2 separate regions of the Mus musculus genome follow, and region 2 is linked to region 1. The links are chromatin contacts, called in public HiChIP or PLAC-seq maps. All regions are on one chromosome and are shown on one strand. Each heading gives the region's core, a stretch centred on a gene start, on an enhancer-like site or on the middle of the called end of the contact. The rest is flanking DNA. Distances are from core to core; before and after follow the strand shown. Region 1 has its middle 30 kb from the start of 4933431J24Rik. Region 2 overlaps Abcc4 (ATP-binding cassette, sub-family C (CFTR/MRP), member 4).

What was found. HiChIP or PLAC-seq counts read pairs in DNA pulled down with a chosen protein or histone mark.
Region 2: an H3K4me3 HiChIP or PLAC-seq map of embryonic basal ganglia shows a contact between it and region 1, with 4 times the contacts expected there. The contact joins two enhancer-like sites. A contact is called at or near these places in 5 of 484 Hi-C or Micro-C datasets (the BV-2 cell line, LSK cells, bone marrow-derived macrophages and 2 more) and 13 of 115 datasets of contacts at active chromatin or transcription factors (cardiomyocytes, craniofacial prominence, embryonic basal ganglia and 10 more).

Annotation. Positions count from the first base shown.
Region 1 is chr14:118,179,487-118,182,444 of GRCm38.p6, forward strand. It overlaps the pseudogene Gm4674. Among named protein-coding and RNA genes, the nearest start is that of 4933431J24Rik, 30 kb to the right of the region's middle. Within about 2 kb of position 1,520, at least 211 of the 459 cell types and tissues checked have an H3K27ac peak or open chromatin away from gene starts, as enhancers often do. A contact at or near this core is called in embryonic basal ganglia, where this site is marked.
Region 2 is chr14:118,607,607-118,610,732 of GRCm38.p6, forward strand. The region is part of intron 13 of Abcc4 (ATP-binding cassette, sub-family C (CFTR/MRP), member 4); the gene reads right to left. Among named protein-coding and RNA genes, the nearest start is that of Mir6391, 17 kb to the left of the region's middle. Within about 2 kb of position 1,730, at least 17 of the 459 cell types and tissues checked have an H3K27ac peak or open chromatin away from gene starts, as enhancers often do. A contact at or near this core is called in embryonic basal ganglia, where this site is marked.

The DNA of each region.
Region 1 (2,958 bases), core at 270-2,769:
TCTCTTGCCTAGCCTGTGAGCTTTATAGATCTTTGAAAAGATTAGTGTTTAAGACTTACTCAGAAGCCAGTTTTTTTTAAAAAGTCCCCCCAGGGGCAAGGTAGAGTGAATAAAGTTGGGCTTATTTATTTATTTATTTATTTATTTATTTTTGTTAGTTTTAACATGGAAACTGTCTTCTTCTTGGGTACACCATGCATGTTGTAATTCACATTCGTCATCAGATTCGTGCACTGCGATCAATTTTATTTTATTCTCTAAAGGTGTGGGGCTTTGTGGGCATAAATGACTTTCAATGGTTGTGAAAGTTTCTCTTACCAAGCTTACAGTCCTGTGATACAGGTTTGAACTCTGTCTCTGACAGTTTCTCAGAAGTGTGTATTAGAGAGTAGGTCATGAGGCTAGCCTGAGAACTGGAGACGGACCACATTCCTGCCAGAAAGAATTCAGGTTTTAAGTGCAGAGCAAACATTACAGATTATGACTTCCATTTAGATTTTGTTACTTTCTGAATTATAAACGCCCTTCCCAAGAGCGACATCCCTCTGCCTGCTCTTCAGCTTCTGAGAAGTCATCTCCCAAATCTGCCATTTTTTCATGTTATCCAGTAAGCGGCTTCACGGGACAAAAAAAGTCACTGCTTGCTCTCAACCTGATGTCGCCCCCACCCCCACCCCACCCCACCCCACCCCAGGGTTCTGCTTTAAAGCGGGCGGGCGGGCTTTATTTCCTGCCCTTTGTCTTCTCAAAGCTCCTCCTTGACTCTGTATCACACTGCTGCTTTGGTGTTTCTGATTCTTGATCGCGCTCCACCACCGGCTCAAGCTTCCACTGAGTTTCAACAGCTGCGACATGTCTAAACTGCATTATCTTGCAACTGTTGGCTCCGGTGAGAACGAGAAAGGAGCCAAGTGACTAAAACAAAACATTTCACCGGGTTCCTATGGATACGCCCTGCCACCAGGAAGCGCGCGCTGGGCGGGGCTGACTCCTTCAGCCTCCGATGGCCTCTTCTGCGTGTTGCGTCCTTTGAGCATTCTGTAATGAGTGCCCGGGTAGAACCAGAGAATCTGATGACTGCAGTCACAGCATTAAAGGTGTGCCTTTTCGCCTATAAACCCACTCTTAAATAGGTTATTGTGTTTGAAGTGATTTACTACAATCGTTAAGAGACAAAATATGAATATTGAACAAGCGTTGTGCAAACCAAAGTGGGAAATGGTATACATTATGTAGCAGAGTAATCAGGAAATCACGAATATGCATCCCAATGAGGGTGAAGTCGCAGGGCAGATTGGAAAGACTTTCTTTATTGCAGGTTGAACCTGCGCAGAGCCCAGCACCGGTGATAATGGTGCTTGCGTTCCTTTGCATCTGATTTTTAGGGACCTCCGTGTCACTGTGGCTTCCTCTATGTGTTCAGGTTTTAGTTTTAATATATTTGCTTTGAGTTTGGCTTTGTCTTAGTGAGAAAACGCTGCAAGACACAAGTGTAAGCGTGCTGGATGCCCCTGAGTTACTGGTGGCTGGGGCGGAGCCAGGCAGGGAATAGGCTGTCCTGGAGGGAAGATCAGCTTCTACGTCACTTTAAAGGGAAATGCTTTTAAATCTCCATACACATGGTGGATTTTTTTTTTCTGGGTGTTTTCTATAGTTGGCCTTTTCTATGAGCTCTTCCTGCATAATTTTTTAAAATAAATTTTTGCCCATAATACATATGGGAAATATATGTCCTACTTAGTCACTAGCCGTTCAGTTCTGCATATAGAGGAGAAATGTAAAGTTTTTGTGTTGTCACCTATATGAGTATGTCTTTAGTGTTCTTCAGTACTATAATATTTCAATTATATGTATATTTTACTCACTAATTCCAGGATTTTGTGTTTTCTTTTTACAATTAATTATTTTTTTTAACTAAAAGAGCTGATGATTTTATTTTCACATTTCACATTTCACAATATAAGTGAAAACTGCACTTTTTTGTATTATTTCTCTCTCCAAAAATATTCAGTTAGGAAGGGAAGTTTCCTTTCCATGCATCTAGTAAACACTCAGGCTCAGCACCAAGAGCTCCTGGTGGAACAGAACAAGAAATACAAAACCATCAAGAGCGCTTCTGCTCTTATCTGTCTGGCCGGGTCATGCCAGGCCGGGTGGGCACCATCATAGGGCGGGCAGGAGGTCTTATCATGGGAGGCCCGGGCATCATGGGCATGTGGCCTCCCATGGGTGGTCTCATCCCAGGAGCTGGTCCCACGGTCATCATTCCGGGCGGAGGGGGGGCCCATCATTGACATCATGGGAGGGCCTCCCATGTGGGGCGCAGGCATCATGCCAGGCCGAGGAGGGCCCGGGAGACTGGGGGGAGGTGGGATCATGGCCCCTGCAGGCGGAGGAGCAGAGACCGGAGCGGAGGGATCTTCCCTTGTTGAAATGCAGCCGTTGTCTTGTCAGTCAGGCTCTGGGCCTGCTCTTCCATCCATTTCTGGTAATAGTCTTTCACATTCTCTTTGTGTTTCCGACCACTGCAGTGTGTCTTCCTCACAGATGGAGAATCGTGGGTAAGACACGTATCACAGTAGTCACAATAAAACTTGGGCATGATGCTCCACAAGCCGTTGGCTACCCCGGTCCCCGCCGCCAGGAACTCTACAATCAATTCTTAATCTAATTGTAATTTACTTCGATATGTAACGATAGTTATTATCCAGATGTGTTGGGATAACATGAAGAAAAAAAATTGGTGCCTAGAATAATTGAGAATCTCTTGGGTAGACTAGGTTCTTCATAGTGCTTAGAATTTTTATAGGTGATTCATGGTGTAAAGCCAGAGGGAAGGGCCTCTCTGTAGTCAGGAAGAATTGAACCTTTTCCCAAATTGTTCCAAGTTACCTTGCCTTGGAAGAGCATACCACATGAAAAAATAATGATAAGATGAAAGGAATAGGGGCAGGGTAT
Region 2 (3,126 bases), core at 480-2,979, 430 kb after region 1:
GGGTTGGAGATGCTTTCTTCCAAAAAATCCAATCACAGCCAAGACAATGGAAATCCTTAGAATAATTTTCTAACTAGTGGTTTTATACTTTCCCTAAGTTAGGTGGGTTTTTTTTTTCCCAGAATGTCTTTTAAATTTTAAAAAGTAAAATTTCTAAGTGCACATGCATGTGTGTGGGAGTGATAAAGTGTCTGTGTGTGTTTGAGGCAGAAGAAAACTCGTTGTGGTGTCATGATGTGAGTACAAAAAGAAGCAAGGTAGGAATCGCTATTTTAGAAAATGTGGGAGAAGGAGGCCCCTCTGCAAGGAAGGAACCATGGTGATACAGGGGGTTCCGTGGCCCTGGCAGGTGCTATGGCCCTGGCGGGTGTTGTGGCTCTGGAATGCTCTCATGTACTCAGTCCTGTGTGGGCAGGAAGGCCAAGGCAGTGCAGAAACCCACACTGAGTGCTATGGTTAATGGGCTATGAGCATCTGCCAGACACAATCCTAGAAAGCCATAACGCTTCTTGGAGGTGCAGGAGAGAAAGTCAGGCACGCAGGCCACTCGCCTTCCTCCCGAGGCACAGTCATCAGGCTGAGAAGGAGCGACCTCATTCAAAATGCCATCATATGTGGAACGCTGGAGTGCTGGGTTACAGAGGCACCAGCAGTGGGGCAGACTGCAAAGAACAATGTCCCCCATTCTGGTACGACGAGCAACCACATCCTGATGGTGAGAGTGTACGAAAGACTGAAGCAGGGAAGGTAAGCCACTGCTGGATGCTGAAGCCCTTGTCCATGTATGTGTTCATACACTGAAGGCTAATCACCAGTGTGATGGTGTGAGGCCCTGGGGCCTTCATGGGAATCTGCCACCATGGACAGGGTCAGTGCTGTTCCTAAACCAAAGCGTGGACCACAGCTGTCGTTAGGGCAAAACAAGAAGACATCCAGCTATGAACATCAAATCTGCTAGCACTTCATCTCAGGCCGTGAGAAATACATGTTGTTTATAAGCACCCAGTTGCGGCGTTTTGTCATAGTAGCTCCTATAAACTACAAGGATGAAGGAGGGATTGGTAGTGTGGGAGATCTAACTGCGAAAACCCTGAGAAGATCATGGAAGAGGCAGCCATCTGTAATTCTGAGACTTTCCCCAATGCAGGATCCACAGCTACATCAGACTGGCATCAGTCGAGAGTCCCCAGCCTCCCGCTTCCTCTGTTTGCAACATATAGTTGTAAAACTTGAAAACCGTAATAACCTTGGACGTATATTCGTGATTGGAGTAAAATGTTAATGGCAAACAGAAGAGTGACTCATTCGCGTTTAACACAAACACACTTCACATTTCTAAGCCTCGACACGGCCGCCATCTTTCATAGCATATTGTTCGATCCAATTTTCTAACTCGTTGAGAACATTCTCCAGCTGCCGCTGAGTGATTTCCTAAATTGCATCTGTGCTCCCCGCTCCAAGTTTCCCCCCAAAGAACGTGGTTCTGATTAGCAAGCACCAATTTTAACAAGCTTGCTTCTACCAAGTGTCTATCCAAAGCCATTAAAACATTAAAGGTTTTAGGAGACCTTATGAACACTGTTCAAAAGGGAACTTGGGAGCACCCTTGTGATCTGCATACTGATACACAGCAATTAAAATGCGTTCCTCTCTCCTCCCTAGAGACTCTGGTACAGCATCCCAGCGAGAATTAGTCTCCAAGTGATGGGGAACTTGAATGGATCCACTCAAGGCTCACCCAAGGGACAAAGGGCTGATTCTGCCCAGAATCCATCAAGTCAGAAAAAGAGGGTCGGATGAGAGAGCTTCATTAAAGCCAACCACCAGCTGCTCTCACTTGCTGCATTCTGAAAGACTCAACACTACCGGGCATTCATTTTTATTTTTACTGTGGTGAAATATACACGCCATAAAAGTCGCTACTTTAAACATTTTAGGTGTCTCACGACAGCGTGAAGTGTAGTCACACTGCGGTCCAGCCACCACGATCACCACTTCCAGGATATTTTCATCACCACAACATCAGGCGGCATGCGTGGATCCCGTGTTGGTACGGAAGCAGTCGCTCTCCTCTGAACACCAAGCCTCAGAAGGCCCCGCTCAGTGGATGACCTTGGGTGCCAGTCCTCGAGTCCAGAGCCTGGGCACCTGTTATCTTGACTCTGCCTGAAATCTGTTCTGAACTGAACGCCATCCCTCAAATCCATGTACTAAAGTGCAACACCTAATGACGGACAGACAGAGCCTTTAGAGAGAATGGTAAGGGAGGCTCTGGGGTGCCTTCTCAATCGACCTGACTGGTGGCCTGTGAAGAGGAGATCTGAGGAAAGATGCCCAAGAAGGAAAATGTACAGATGTGCTGGGCCAGCAGTGTCCTCTCACCTCAGACTTCCACCCTCCCTGGCTCTTAGGGATGGAAGCTCTGCGGTGTGAGCCACACCGGCTGTTGCCTTTTATTTTGTCACATGGAGCTAAAGACCCCAGGACCTGCAGGTTGGCACTGGGGCTCTTAATCACGTGTGATGTGCATCTCCTCACAGGGGAACGCTGTGCTTGCTGCTCTTTTCTTTTTTGCCTTTTTTTTTTAATTAGATATTTTCTTTATTTACATTTCAAATGATATCCCGAAAGTCCCCCATACCCTCCCCCGCCCTGCTCCCCTACCCACCCACTCCCACTTCTTGGCCCTGGCGTTCCCCTGTACTGAGTCATATAAAGTTTGCAGGACCAAGGGGCCTCTCTTTCCACTGATGGCCGACTAGACCATCTTCTGCTACATATGCAGCTAGAGACACGAGCTCCGGGAGGTACTGGTTAGTTCATATTGTTGTTCCACCTATAGGGTTGCAGACCCCTTCAGCTCCTTTGGTGCTTTCTCTAGCTTTTCCATTGGGGGCCCTGTGTTCCATTTTATACTTCTATATTTGCCAGGCACTGGCATAGCCTCACACGAGACAGCTACATCAGGGTCCTTTCAGCAAAATCTTGCTGGCATACGCAATAGTGTCTGGGTTTGGTGGCTGATTTCTAGTGCCTTGCTTGTCCGTGCCTTTATAATTCTGTGTCTGCTGCTCCTTCTACCAGAAGGAGTGAAATCCCCTGGTCCCTGTCCCCACATGGCCCAGC